2 separate regions of the Sus scrofa genome follow, and region 2 is linked to region 1. A link is a contact called in public Hi-C data. All regions are on one chromosome and are shown on one strand. The core of a region is the stretch at or near the end of the contact, and the rest is flanking DNA. Distances in the headings are between cores, read along the strand shown.

Region 1 (6,510 bases), core at 3,717-6,216:
TGAAGAAAATTTGAAGCTATTTTTGCAATTATTTTTTTAAAGGGAATATTTTGAGGGGTGGGAGTTTTTATATTAAATCTTTTGAGCTACAGTGAACACACATTTTAATAATTATTTTTATGTAACATGTCCTTTTAATAATAATATAGGAGTTTCTGTCGTGGCTCAGTGGTAATGAACTCAGCTAGAATCCATGAGGATGCGGGTTTGATCCCTGGCCTTGCTCAGTGGGTTAAGGATCCGGTGTTGCCATGATCTGTGTTATAGGTTGCAGACATGGCCCAGATGCTACATTGCTGTGGCTGTGGTGTAGGCCGGCAGCTACAGCTCGGATTTGACCCTTACCCTGGGAGGTGCGCCCTAAAAAGACAAAAAATAATAGTAATTATTAATATAATCCATACTATTAGACTGATGACATTCATAAAAACTCACCTTGGTGATAGTATTAATGAGCTGTATAACAAAATTGTCCTGTAAGATTTTTGTATAATTCCTGTTTTTCCTTTTTTAAAAAGATTTTTGTATTGTATTGCTAAAATCACCTCCTTCAGAGAAATCTAACCTTATCACAAATAAATATATTATGGTAAATGCAGGTGTTGATAGAAATCTGGTTATTTACTGTAAAATTATTTTATTGAGGAGTTCCCGTTGTGGCACAGTGGTTAACGAATCCGACTAGGAACCATGAGATGGCAAGTTCCATCCCTGCCCTTGCTCAGTGGGTTAAGGATCCAGCATTGCCGTGAGCTGTGGTGTAGGTCGCAGACGCGGCTCGGATCCCGCGTTGCTGTGGCTCTGGCGTAGGCCAGTGGCTACAGCTCCGATTTGACCCCTAGCCTGGGAACCTCCATATACCACAGGAGCGGCCCTAGAAAAGGCAAAAAGACCAAAAAAAAAGAAATAAAATTATTTTATTGAGATTCTAAAGACAGCAGTAATGACACTTTAACTTGTTTTTAACTAGTAAAATGCCAGGTATAAATGGACACAATCACTCTTTATTGGTAACAGTAGTTTTACCCTACTTTGGTGACATGTATATTTCTTTATGTTTTTCTCTTACAAAAATTCCTTCTGGAGCTCCCACTGTGGCACAGCAGGATTGGCTGTATCTTGGGAGCACTAGGATGTGGTTTCAATCCTGGCCCGGCATAGTTGAATAAGGATCCAGCATTGTTTTAGCTTGGGTCAGGACTGTGGTTCAGATCTGATCCCTGGCCTGGGAACTCCATATGCTGCGGGGTGGCCAAAAATGGGGAAAAAAAAAATTCCTTCCTACCAGTGCCAGGAATCACTTTTCCTTGAAATAGCTCTTCCTGTTTTGGGCCCCTTGAATACTACTAATCTTAGAAAGGATATGTGTGGAATGGGATTTGTGGGGGTTGTTGTCAACAAACAACTTTATCTTACCTGTTTGGCTCGCTTTCTGTACATATAGTTCTTCATTTTTCAGAGATCCAGTAATTTACCTCTAGGCATTTGACTTCTATCCAGGGAAGTTATTTATTATGAATTAGAGGAGATTGTGGTTCTCTGTTAGTATGTGGCTCTTATAGTAGCTCTGATGACTTGGAGTGGTCATCCTCATGTCACTGTAATGTTTCCTGGGGGAAATTGTGAACCTTCTCTTTTTACTTTGTGTACCTGGTTTTGTTTGGATTTACCATATATCAATGTAATGTAGCAATACTTATGTTACTAACAACAATTTTGTGAGATGTTTATTATTCTCATTTTACAGATGAGGAAACTGAGGCTTGGTGAAGTTACGAAACTTGTCCAAAGTCACACAGCTTGTAAAGGGCACAGCCAAGATTCAGAGCCAGGTCTGTCCAACTTCAAAACTCTTAATCACGGCCATGAGACTTTGAAATAGCTGTGAAGTATCAACCTATGTTAAATTGTATTGATATTGATATTGCTTAACTGTTATTTCTCTTACTGATAAATTACTTAATGGTGAGTTTTTTCATCCATAATAATTGCATGTATCTTTTAAATATTATGAAAAGAAGTATAATATACTAATTGAGGGTCTGGGCTCTGGAGACAGCTACTTGGGCATGAATCCCTAAGGTTCTCTACTTAGTTGTGTGACGTTGGAAAGTAACTCAGCTTTTCTGTACCTCAATTTTCCTATCTGTAAAATGGTGATAATATTATTGTCCACCTGAGAGGGTTGTTGTGAAGATAAATGCTTTAATGTCTACAAAGCGTCTATAACAGTGCCAGATACACAGTAAACTTTTTTTTTTTTTTAATTTTTATTTTATTTTTTTGTCTTTTTGAGGGCTGCACTCACGGAGGTTCCCAGGCTAGGGGTCTAATCGGAGCTGTAGCCCCTGGCCTACGCTACAGCCACAACAACGCCAAATCCAAGCTGCATCTGCAACCTACACCACAGCTCACAGCAATGTTGAATCCTTAACCCACTGATCGGGGCCAGGAATCGAACGCACAACCTCATAGTTCCTAGTCAGATTCGTTTTTGCTGCTCCACGACGGGAACTCCCACAGTAAACATTCAGTAAATGTTACCTCTTAGTGTGATCATTTCCTAGCCACCAGTAAAGCAGATGATCATTACTTCTAATTCACTATTAGGAAATTTGGATAAAGCAAAGTTTAAGCAGTAATATATCACGAAACTTAAGTAAATCAAAATTAAATTTGAGTAAGTTAGACCTAAAGAAAATCATACATTTGATCAAGTTTAGGTCTCTTGTAAAGCAGACTGGACAACTGCTTATAGGTCTTACATATACAAGGGTATTATATGTATAAGGATGACACATAGGTCCACTGGAGGTACCCTTTGAGCCCAATATGATTATTGTATTAGAAATGTGTTTCGTCTGTTTTCCTCTTGTAAGTAGAATTTGTATTCAGAATAAGTTTTTACATTTTTAGGTGACTTTTAAGGAATATTTGCTTTTGGCAGTATTCATAGCTGATTATCAAGAACGAAAACATACATAAAATGTTGGCAATATTTCATCACTTGCAGGAGTGGTTATTAGAATTTACATTATGGTGAATGTGGAATCTGATTGACCTTTGAACTCATGGGACCATAGCACATTTAACGAGAAATCAGCCACGTACTGATCATGTTCTCTTCATTCATACTTGTTCATTGTAGCTGTCAACATTCTGAAGTACCATAACAACTCTTGCTACAATTTTTTTTTTTTTTTTTTTTTGGTCTTTTTAGGGCCACACATGTGGCATATGGAAGATACCAGGTTAGGGATCGAATCAGAGCTGTAGCTGCTGGCCTACACAGCCACAGCAACGCAGGATCCAAGCTGTGTCTGCAACTAACACCACAGCTCACAGTAATGCCGGGTCCTTAACCCACTGAGTGAGGCCAGGGATCGAACCTGCATCCTTATGGATGCTAGTCAGATTTGTTTCTGCTGAGCCATGACAGAAACTCCTATTGCTGCAATTTAGTTAAAGTACATTACCTATAATTAGTGCCTAATAAGTTCATACAAATTGAAAAAATATCCATAAAAGGGAGTAATTTGGGTTAAGTTACATAAAAAAACTCAAAAGCTATTATTAAAAAGCAGGATTTATACGAGCCCAAGATCTCAGTAGCTTTTAATCTACATGTGCATTTAATTTATTTTCTTTATTTTATGCTATTGAGCCTTTCTGTCCTTGAACATGATGTGTCTAGTTCTAGTTATCTAGATATTTAGATATTTAAAAATATCTTTCAGGAGTTCCTGTCTTGATGCAGTGGTTAATGAATCCGACTAGGAGCCATGAGGTTGCGGGTTTGATCCCTGGCCTTGCTCAGTGGGTTGAGGATCCGGCGTTGCCGTGAGCTGTGGCATAGGTTGCAGACACGGCTCAGATCCCGTAACAACAGCTCCGATTGGACCCCTAGCCTGGGAACCTCCATATGCCAGGAGTGCGGCCCTAGAAAAGGCAAAAAGACAAAAAAATAATCTGTCAGTAAAGTTTCTTTTTTTCCATAAAGTTCTTTCAAATCTCTTAATTATTAGATACATTATTTCATGTTACTATTGTAAGTAGTATATTTTCTCATTTTTTATTGGCTGATACAAGTTTCTTGGTATGTAGATCTGTTTAGCCTACCTTACTAAAGTATGATGATTGCAACTGTGTCTTCCTTTCCAGTGCTTACACTTTCTTTTTCTTGCTTTACTATGCTAGTTAGGACCTCAAATGTAGTGTTCAATACAGTGTTAATAGTGGACATTCTTTTTTTCTTTTTTCTTTTGTGGCTGCCCCGTGGCATATGGAGCTCCTGGGCCAGGGATCAGATCTGACCCCATGCCACAGCTGCTGCAACGCTGAATCCTTTAGCCCACTGTACCAGGCCAGGGATTGAACTTTTGTCCTGGCGCTGAAGAACCACTGCCAATCCTGTTGTGCCACAGCAGGAATTCCAATAGTGGACATTCTTATATTGCACTTAGTTTTTACAATGACATGCTCCTGATGTTTCACCATTAATAATAATGTTTGCTATAGATATTTGATAGATATTCCGAGGTTTAAATACTTTTCTCTTGTTCTTTGGCTAAGATTTTGTATGTGTGTGAAAAATAAGTATTGAATTTTATCAGATGCTTTTCTTACCTTTATGAAGATGATCGTATGGTTGTCCTCCCTTATTCTGTTAATGTGGTGAATGACATTTATTGATTTTCTAAAGTTGAATCACCCTTGCATTGCTGGAATGAACCCAACTTAATCCTGATGGTCTTTTAAAAATTACATAGTTGGGTTTAATTTATTACTATTTTATTTAGAAGTTTTGCATGTGTTCACAGATGAAATTGGTCCTTAAATTTTATTTCTTATAGTTTGTCCTTAATTTTAGTATCCTGATTATGCCAACCCCAGGAGTATGAGTGGAGAACAATCCCCCCCTCTCCCTGAAGGGATTTACATAAGACTGGACTAATGTACCTTTTGAAAGTTTAGTTGAACTTCGGTTTGACTGTCTTTGCCTTATTTTGGCAGGGGGGAGAGGTGTGAGCCTAGTATTTTGTAAGGAAACATGTATTCAATTTTCTAAATAGTTTTATTGAGGATTTCTGTTTCTAGTTAATTCAGTTTACAGAAGGTTTTTTTTTTTTTTTTCCATTTTTTAGGAATCCATCCATTTTGTCTGAATTTTTTAAGTATTTGGCATAAAATTGTTTAAAATATTTTTTGTTGTCTTTTAAATTTCTGCTTTCTAAGTATTTAATCTCTTTTATTGCTGCTATTTTTGTACCTTCCCTTTTTTCCTTTATCAGTCTTGCTAGAGGTTTTATCTATTTTCTTAGTCTTATCAAAAAACCAGTGCTTGACTTTGATTTTCTATATTATATGTTTTAAATTTCATTAATTTATGACCTTTCTCCTTTCTTCATTTTTAAGGGAAAAGTAGACTCTAATATAAAGACACTGGGGTCTCTCCCAGTTTCCAAGGACAGGATTTCATTAGGCCTTAAGAACAGCTGGAACCAGAGGTTATAATACTACTAGCACCTTACTTCTTTCTCTTTCCTTTATTAATCTATTTCTTTCTCTTTTGCTGTCAATTGGCTTTTTTCTTTTTTTTCCTAATGGCTGCACCTGTGGCATATTTAAATTCCCAGCCTAGCATCAAGTTGGAACTGCAGCTTTCAGTGACGCCAGATCCCCAAACCATTGATCGAGGCCAGGGATCAAACCCTCATCCCTCACAGACAGTATGTAGGATTCTTAACCTGCTGAGCCTCAATAGTAACTCCATCAAATGGCTTTTCTAACTCTTCAGTTTATATGGTGAAAATGAGCCTGATATTTGATGTCAATTCCAATTTGGTATGTTCTTGATTCCTTTAGGGATTTCGGATTTTTCCATCTGGGTTACCTTCTTTCTTTTCTTTTCTTTTTCTTTGTCTTTTTAGGGCCGCACCTGCAGCATCTGGGGGTTCCCAGGCTAGGGGTCTAATTGGAGCTATAGCTACTGGCCTTCTTCGCCACAGCCACAGAAAAGCCAGATCTGAGCCACATCGGCGACCTACACCACAGCCCATGGCAACGCTGGATCCTTAACCCACTGAGCGAGGCCGGGAATCAAACCCACAACTTGATGGTTCCTAGTCAGATTCATTTCTGCTGCACCACGACGGGAACTATGCCCCTTCTTTCTTTTGAAACTATTTTTCTTTAGCATTTTTTTAAAATAGGATTTTATGTTGTAAAATTTTTGTCTGAAAGAGTCTTTATTGTCCTCATTCTTTTTTTTCCCCCTTTGGCCTTACTCACTGAATGCCAAAGTTCCCAGGCCAGGGATCGAACTGGTGCCACGGCAGTGACAATGCCAGATCCTTAAAACACTGAGCCACCAGGAAACTCCATCATCCTCATTCTTGATAGATATTTCATTAGGTATGCAATTGTGGGGTAGCAGTTATTTTTGTAGCCATTGGAAGAAATAATTCCACTCTCTTCTGGTTTCTGTTGTTGCTATTGATAAATCAGCTG
Region 2 (6,598 bases), core at 2,015-4,514, 91 kb before region 1:
GGAGTGGATCAAGAAGATGTGGTACATATACACAATGGAATATTACTCAGCCATTAAAAGGAATGAAATACCAGCATTTTTAGCAACATGGATGGAGCTAGAAATTTTCATGCTAAGTGAAGTCAGTCACACAATGAGACACCAACATCAAATGTTATCACTTACATGTGGAATCTGAAAAAAGGACACAATGAACTTCTTTGCAGAACAGATACTGACTCACAGACTTTGAAAAACTTATGGTTTCCAAAAGAGAGTGGTTGAGGGGTACGAGAATGCTGGGTGTTTGGGATGGAAATGCTGTATCATTGCACAACTATAAATGTAATAAATTCATTGAGTAATATAAAAAATTTTTTTAAAAGGCTTATATAAAAAAAAGAGACATGGATTCTACTTCCTTGAAAAGTGATACGATGGGGAAAAAAGCAGGAGTAGCAAAGAAAACAAAAAGTGGCACAACATTAGAGCCCAAAACAAACCGTACCTTAAATATTGGGACATCACTCTGAATCCATCATTTTCCACTTAATCAGGACTTATAAAGGTTATTTTTGCCTTTAATATACCTGCCATCCTGGTCTTGCTCAAGTGGCTCTCCACAGATACCATCTGCACCACTTCCACAGCCAACCACGCAGCACAAAGCTGCAGACTCCCTGACTCCAGTGTTCTTGCTTTTTAAGAGTGGAACTTGAGGATGATGGAGAAGCACATAACACGGGAAAGAAAGCAGAAGCTGGTTGGAGTAATTATAAGTTTACCTTATGCAAGCAAAATCAAAATGTAGCGTATAAGCGGTACTGCATGGGCGCCAATAACATAGTAGCCCTTCTCTTGGATCAAAGAACATTCCTGAAAACCCTCCTTCTTGGAGTTCCCATCATGGCTCACTGGAAATGAATCTGACTAGTGTCCACGAGGATGCAGGTTTGATCCCTGGCCCTGCTCAGTAGGTTAAGGATCTGGCATTGCTGTGGCTGTGGTGTAGGTCAGTAGCTGCAGCTCTGATTTGACCCCTAGCCTGGGAACCTCCATATACGCAGGTGTAGCCCTAAAATGACAAACAAAAAAACAACAAAAAAACACAAAACCTTCCTTCTTTAAGGTTTTCTCTCTTCTTATTGGATTGTATGTGTGTATTTTACATTTTTCTTAACTGATTTTTCACCAGGAATGGGTGTGGTATAAGTGTATAAACATGTATGAGCAAAAACATTTATGAATAGTTTTTTTTCTTTTTTAGCGTATGAAATAGAAGGAATAGCTGACCTTTGTGGCAACTTTCCTAGTTTTGTTATAGTAATTTTGTTGAGTTCCTGAACTTAGATGGCAAGTCCTCTTAGTGAGGCTGGCCTAATTCTATGTTCTCTATGGCACATAGTCACCACGGCTGTGCAAGAGCCATTATTACCCAAAGTACCATAATAATGGCCATGCCCTCCTATGACGTTATTGTTTCCTATCTGCCAGAACATTAATTGCCTTCAACTTGCCCTAAAATTGGTAGGTAGGTAGGGCACACTGCCAAGACTAGAGAGAAGAAAGCTGCTGGTAATACATTAAAAAGCTGTGTAAGGGACATACCGATATCTCCTTCTTACTGGAGCATCTTCACATTTACATGTTACTTCTTTTATTATGGGATGTTAGTTCAGGCTTTTGTTAAGCCTTGGACTCCATCTTATCCTGGTCAATGTGTGATCTTTCCCTCAACTGGGTGATTCAGACATCACTAAAGTTATTTTGGCTTTTCCACTTTCCTTTTACAGGCTTTTTATGAGTCATTGAATTGAAGGGGAGGTTATTTCTAAATTGGAAGGTGAAGATGAGAGAAGGGGGAGGAAAGTTCCGGAAAATAACTAGGAAAAGACATCTTATTGTTACGTAGAGTTGCTGGAGGAATAATTTCCTCTTAGTTTGGTGATGGAAGTATGTAGTTTATTTAAACGTGACTAAAAATATATGTTAGAAAATAGACAATTTTGAGGGAGATAACAAACCATGCAGTTTTAGACTTCTTATTGCTTGCTGGCAAAGGAAAGAAGGGTAAATAGAAGAAATATGGAACAAAGAGTTAGCAGGAAGAAGTAAGGAGCAAAGTCCAGATTCTTGGTTCCACAGCAAGTCCCCAACCATAAAGTGCTGTTTAAGAGGGAAGTACATCCTCAACCTGTTCCAGTCCATCCTTGAGTATGTTTCATGACCCATGGGGTTTATGTTATAGGTGGAATTGTGAGGAGGGTACATTTAAATCTGATTTAGAAACTGAAAGGGTAATTAGGTGAGCATTTTGTTATTTATGAACAGGCAGAGTGGGCAGAAATGAAAAAGAAAAGCAAAAAGCTAATGGTGGATATATTTCTAGGAGTACAAGAGTTTTTATAGCAACACCAGATTTCTCAAAAGTGCCTACTGTGATTTGTACCCAAATGAATAAAAAATGCAATCATTTATTCTTGTACATTGTGCCATGTGAGAAAAGAACTGCAATTCATTCAATGGTCTTAATTTAGACTGCTGGGAAGAGAGGTTCAGAAAAAAAGACAAGCTTTTAAAGTATCTGACACACATCTAGTAGGGCTATTTAAGAACTGCTGAGCATAGAAAGCAAGTTACGGGGAGCTGAATTCTCCTTTTCAGAGCATCACAAGGGTAAAATGTGGCCCATATAGTCCAAACTTGCTGATGGTTGCCTGGTCCCTTGCAGGAGACATCCAGCGCTGCGTCTGAAAGCTGCAGAACTCTCAACATACCACTTCAATTCATTAACGACGTTTATAACTGCAACCAAAGTGGACTAACTTCAGTGGTGGTTCTTTGCCCTTTAGCATGGAGATGAACTTTAAGGTAACTGAGCACCTTAGGACTTCAAGCGAAGAGGAGGAAATTTTCATCTACGTGCTTTTCTTTCAAGAAGCCGCTAATGAGTCTTTAAACGCCAACTCTGATGTTGCTGTTGGTAAGTACTGCCCTCTGGGTGAGCAGGCAGTGGTAAGTTTCTCCTTACAGAGAGGAAGTTGGAGAAAGGGATGTTTACAGAGTCAATTTTACAACAAAGAGTTAACCTTTCCCCTCCGACAATAAGCGCCTGCCCCTTCCTTGCTTTCTACTGCGCAACCAAACTGCCCAAGCTCGAACCAACAGTCGCCGCCACATCCCTTGCAGGTTGATTTAATAGACACTTTCTGCAGCCTATCAGGATTTCGAACTGCCCAACCGTCAACCAATTACAACTAAAGCTGGGCTTGGGACGGTCCAGGTCCGGGAGGGGGCTAATACCGGGTCCAGGAAAAGGGGCGGTAAGGAAGCTATGACGGACGGGTAAACTAAGCCAATAAGAGCAGAGAGCTGTATCACCACTATCCAATGGAGAGGTAGGAAGTGTGAAACGGGGTGGGCCTGTTGTCATGGGGGAGGTGGTGGCGCTTGGTGGCTGCCGGCGGCCGAGGTAGAGGCAGTGGCGCTGGAGTTGGTCGAGGATAGCGGCAGGTGAGTGCCTGTAACGCGGGCCTGAAGGCTGAGGGCCATCTCCGAGCGAAAACTCCAGCTCGGTCATCCGGAGGCGGAGGCCTGCGGAAGGGGGCCTGGGCTGCAGGCCGGGTCGGGCCCGGGCCGGGGCCAGGGCGGGGGCGGTGGCCGCGAGTTCGCGCTGACTGGGCTAGTGCGAGAACCGCCCGGCTCCCGGCGGCGGAGTTCGCGCTGGCAAGGTAGGCTGGGGCCGGACTCAAGCGAGTTGGGCCGGGAGCTTCCTTGGGACGCCCAGCCAGCCGCTCGGGTCTGGGGCACTGACTGGCTGCGGGTGTGTGAGGGGTAGGTCCGTAGGGAGACGGGAGCGACTGGGCTCCTAGAGAGGGGATGGCGGGTTACGACTTGGTCCGAGGGCAGGGTGACTCGGGAATACCCAGGACAGCTTCGGAGCGAGGAAAAAGTGGAAACAGGGAATCCCGGGAGCGGCCCGAGCGGAGAAAGCCGGGGAGGGGCTCGGGGGGCCGTAGACTGGGAGTGGCTTGGGTTCGAGAGAGAAGAGAGACCGAGGGAGGTCGGGGTCCAGGGTACTGGGAGCAGCCGGGGTCGGAGAAAGGGCGTCTAGGAAAGACAGGGAGGGGGCTGAGCACCCTCCTGAGAAGGGCGGCTGTCCGAGGGAGAAGCGCTCTTGGACTGTTACGGATCTTCGGAGGGTCTGACCCATGGAGATCTTGAACAAGTTAGGAACCGGAGCGCCCTGCCCCCCACCGCTGGTCTGGGATGGAAGATCCTAGATCAGACTGGGAACTCCTGGGTCTGAGGATCCACAAGAGATCAGGGGAAAAAAAATCCTCATGGGGGTAGCTTGGGTTTGACGTCAGGGTGAGGGGTCTAGCTGAGGAGTGGAAGTTCTCTCAGCTGGAGTTAAATCAAGGAAAATGATACGGGTAGGCGGGGAAAAGTAGTTTCCTTGTAGGAAGGGAGTAGAAGATAGGGCGTAGTAGGAAGGAGCCAGAAAGTTGCCCAGGAAGCGTGGTCTTGTGGAAACTGGCCAGAACCGTAGATATGAGAAATTAACATAGGGCCCTTAATAGGTTGTAAGGACCTAAGAAATAGAAGTTTCAGCTTCACAATACTAAGATGCCATCTAGGATCAGAGAAAGTGTTTTAAGAGCAAGGTTGTGACTCGCATTCCATTGCTTTAGAAATTTGTTTTAGGACGACAGCAATAATGCTAGAAAATAAGGACGTTGGCAGGATGGGAGATTTGAATGGGAAAAGGAGTAGCCGAGATAAAGGAGTAGGACTGCGGACTTGATCAGCAAGAGGAGGGGCATGAAGAGGACAGACTTACTTATGTCAATTTAAAAATAAGTTTGAATTCTAGTTCCACCACCTAGCTTCGACAACTTAACCTCTCTCTGTGCTGAAGTTTCATCTGTATAATAGAGTTCCTACTTTTAAGGGTTGTTTTCTCATGTGAGTTAATGTTTTGTGGAACTTTTAGGCTGATGACTGGCACAGAGTAAGCACTGTGTACTGGATTATCAAATGTGTAGAAGATAAAGGAAGACCTGAATTCCTTAATGCGGTTGTTCTCAAACTTTGATTTGCACCAGAATCACCTGGAGGACTTGTTAAACAGCAGTCTGCTAGCTCTACTGATTCAGTTAGGGCTGGGTTTGGGTCTGAGAATTTGCATTTATCTCAGGTGATGCTTGTATTGGTCAGGGGACCACACTTCAAGAACCTCTTGCTTTTTTGAAAAGAGTAATAATACCAACCTTAAAATACCTGTCTGCCCTGCTAGGGATGAGTAGAAGCAACTTGCAAAAGAAAAAACCCAAAAACCTAATATAAGAGAAACCCTGTCCTAAGTCTATGTTTTTCAAACTGTAGATTATGATTCATTAGTAATTTATAAAATCAATTTAGTGGTCTTACCACCAGTTTTGAAAATGAAATTAAATAGAAAAGAATTGACTAGCATTTCACATGGTAATGGAAAATATTGTTTTGGGAAATTTAGTTCACACATGTGTACTAGATCAGAATGTAAAATGTATTTCTCATAGTCAAAAGAGATATAAAAAACTCTTTTTGCCATGCATTGGAACCCTTCAGTAGGAGCATTCAGGGACTGGGTTTATTATTTATTTTTTGTTTTGTGGTAATTCTTCTCAGGTGGTGATACATTCTATCAGGTTTCTTCAGTTTCTGATCTGGTTTCTCCTGTGTTTGCCTTATCACATATGGTGTTGTGCTTCTTTTAGATATTGAGGCTCTTTGGCGTGAGGACTAAAGGGAATTTGAGGCAGAGAAATGAAATTGAATGGTCTTTCTTGATGTGGTCCACTTTTGTTTCACTTGTGCCGTTTTGGTTACCTTTTCTTTTTTACCGCTGTACTATAAAGGACTGTTTGTAAAAAACCTAAGTATATACAGACATGTTGACAGTAAACAACTAACACTGAAACAGACTGGTTTGAGAACAGTTCATGTATAGAAAGTAGGCAAAAACCAAAAAAGACACGTTTAAAAAGAGGAAAGCAAAAGGGTGTTTCCTTTTTAGAGTAAAGGTATTTTAAAGCTTTTCGTGGTCTTAATGTAAAATATATAATATAAAAGCATTTTTAAGAGAACCAGATACACTTGACTTGTATATTTTAGATGTCTGGGTTTTTGAAGAGGTTAGAAATAATGATAATACTTGACAGTAAAATGCACCTGGGATAGAGTTTAACTACAAAGTAAATAGTTTATTTAGCAGGAGCTTTTGTTTTGATGGTTTTCTCTCTTGAAAATGAACTGGATGTGGCATATGTTATAAATGTAACTTGTTTGAGGGATCTAAATGTAACCTACAGTACTTATTTTAAGCTATTTTAAGAATATATATGCATGTTTTGTTTCGTTGTGGGTTTAGTTTTTCTTCTGTAAGACTAGATGGTTTATATTTAGGAAGAGTTGATTTATATCTGTTTTAATCAATGTAAGAACAGAGAAAGCAGTGTTGAAAACCGTTGAGATTCTTATTGCTCTCTTTTAAAACTTTAATCCAGGAGATTTATGTAACCCTTTCATGAATGTTTTATAAGATTGTGAAGAAACTTTTAGTGTAGCTTTGCAT

Evidence for each region. Hi-C and Micro-C count contacts between places; a contact is called where the count stands out from the background.
Region 2: a Hi-C map of liver shows a contact between it and region 1, with 2.9 times the contacts expected there. The contact joins the promoter of NUMB here to the enhancer-like site in region 1. A contact is called at or near these places in 1 of 5 promoter capture datasets (liver), 3 of 47 Hi-C or Micro-C datasets (embryonic fibroblasts and liver) and 1 of 2 datasets of contacts at active chromatin or transcription factors (alveolar macrophages).

Annotation. Positions count from the first base shown.
Region 1 is chr7:96,705,782-96,712,291 of Sscrofa11.1, reverse strand. All of the region lies in intron 1 of NUMB (protein numb homolog), which reads left to right. Among named protein-coding and RNA genes, the nearest start is that of NUMB, 90 kb to the left of the region's middle. Within about 2 kb of position 4,966, at least 1 of the 83 cell types and tissues checked has an H3K27ac peak or open chromatin away from gene starts, as enhancers often do. A contact at or near this core is called in liver, where this site is marked.
Region 2 is chr7:96,795,356-96,801,953 of Sscrofa11.1, reverse strand. It overlaps NUMB (protein numb homolog), which reads left to right and starts at 3,264. Exons shown (of 9, transcript XM_021099490.1): 1 at 3,264-3,492.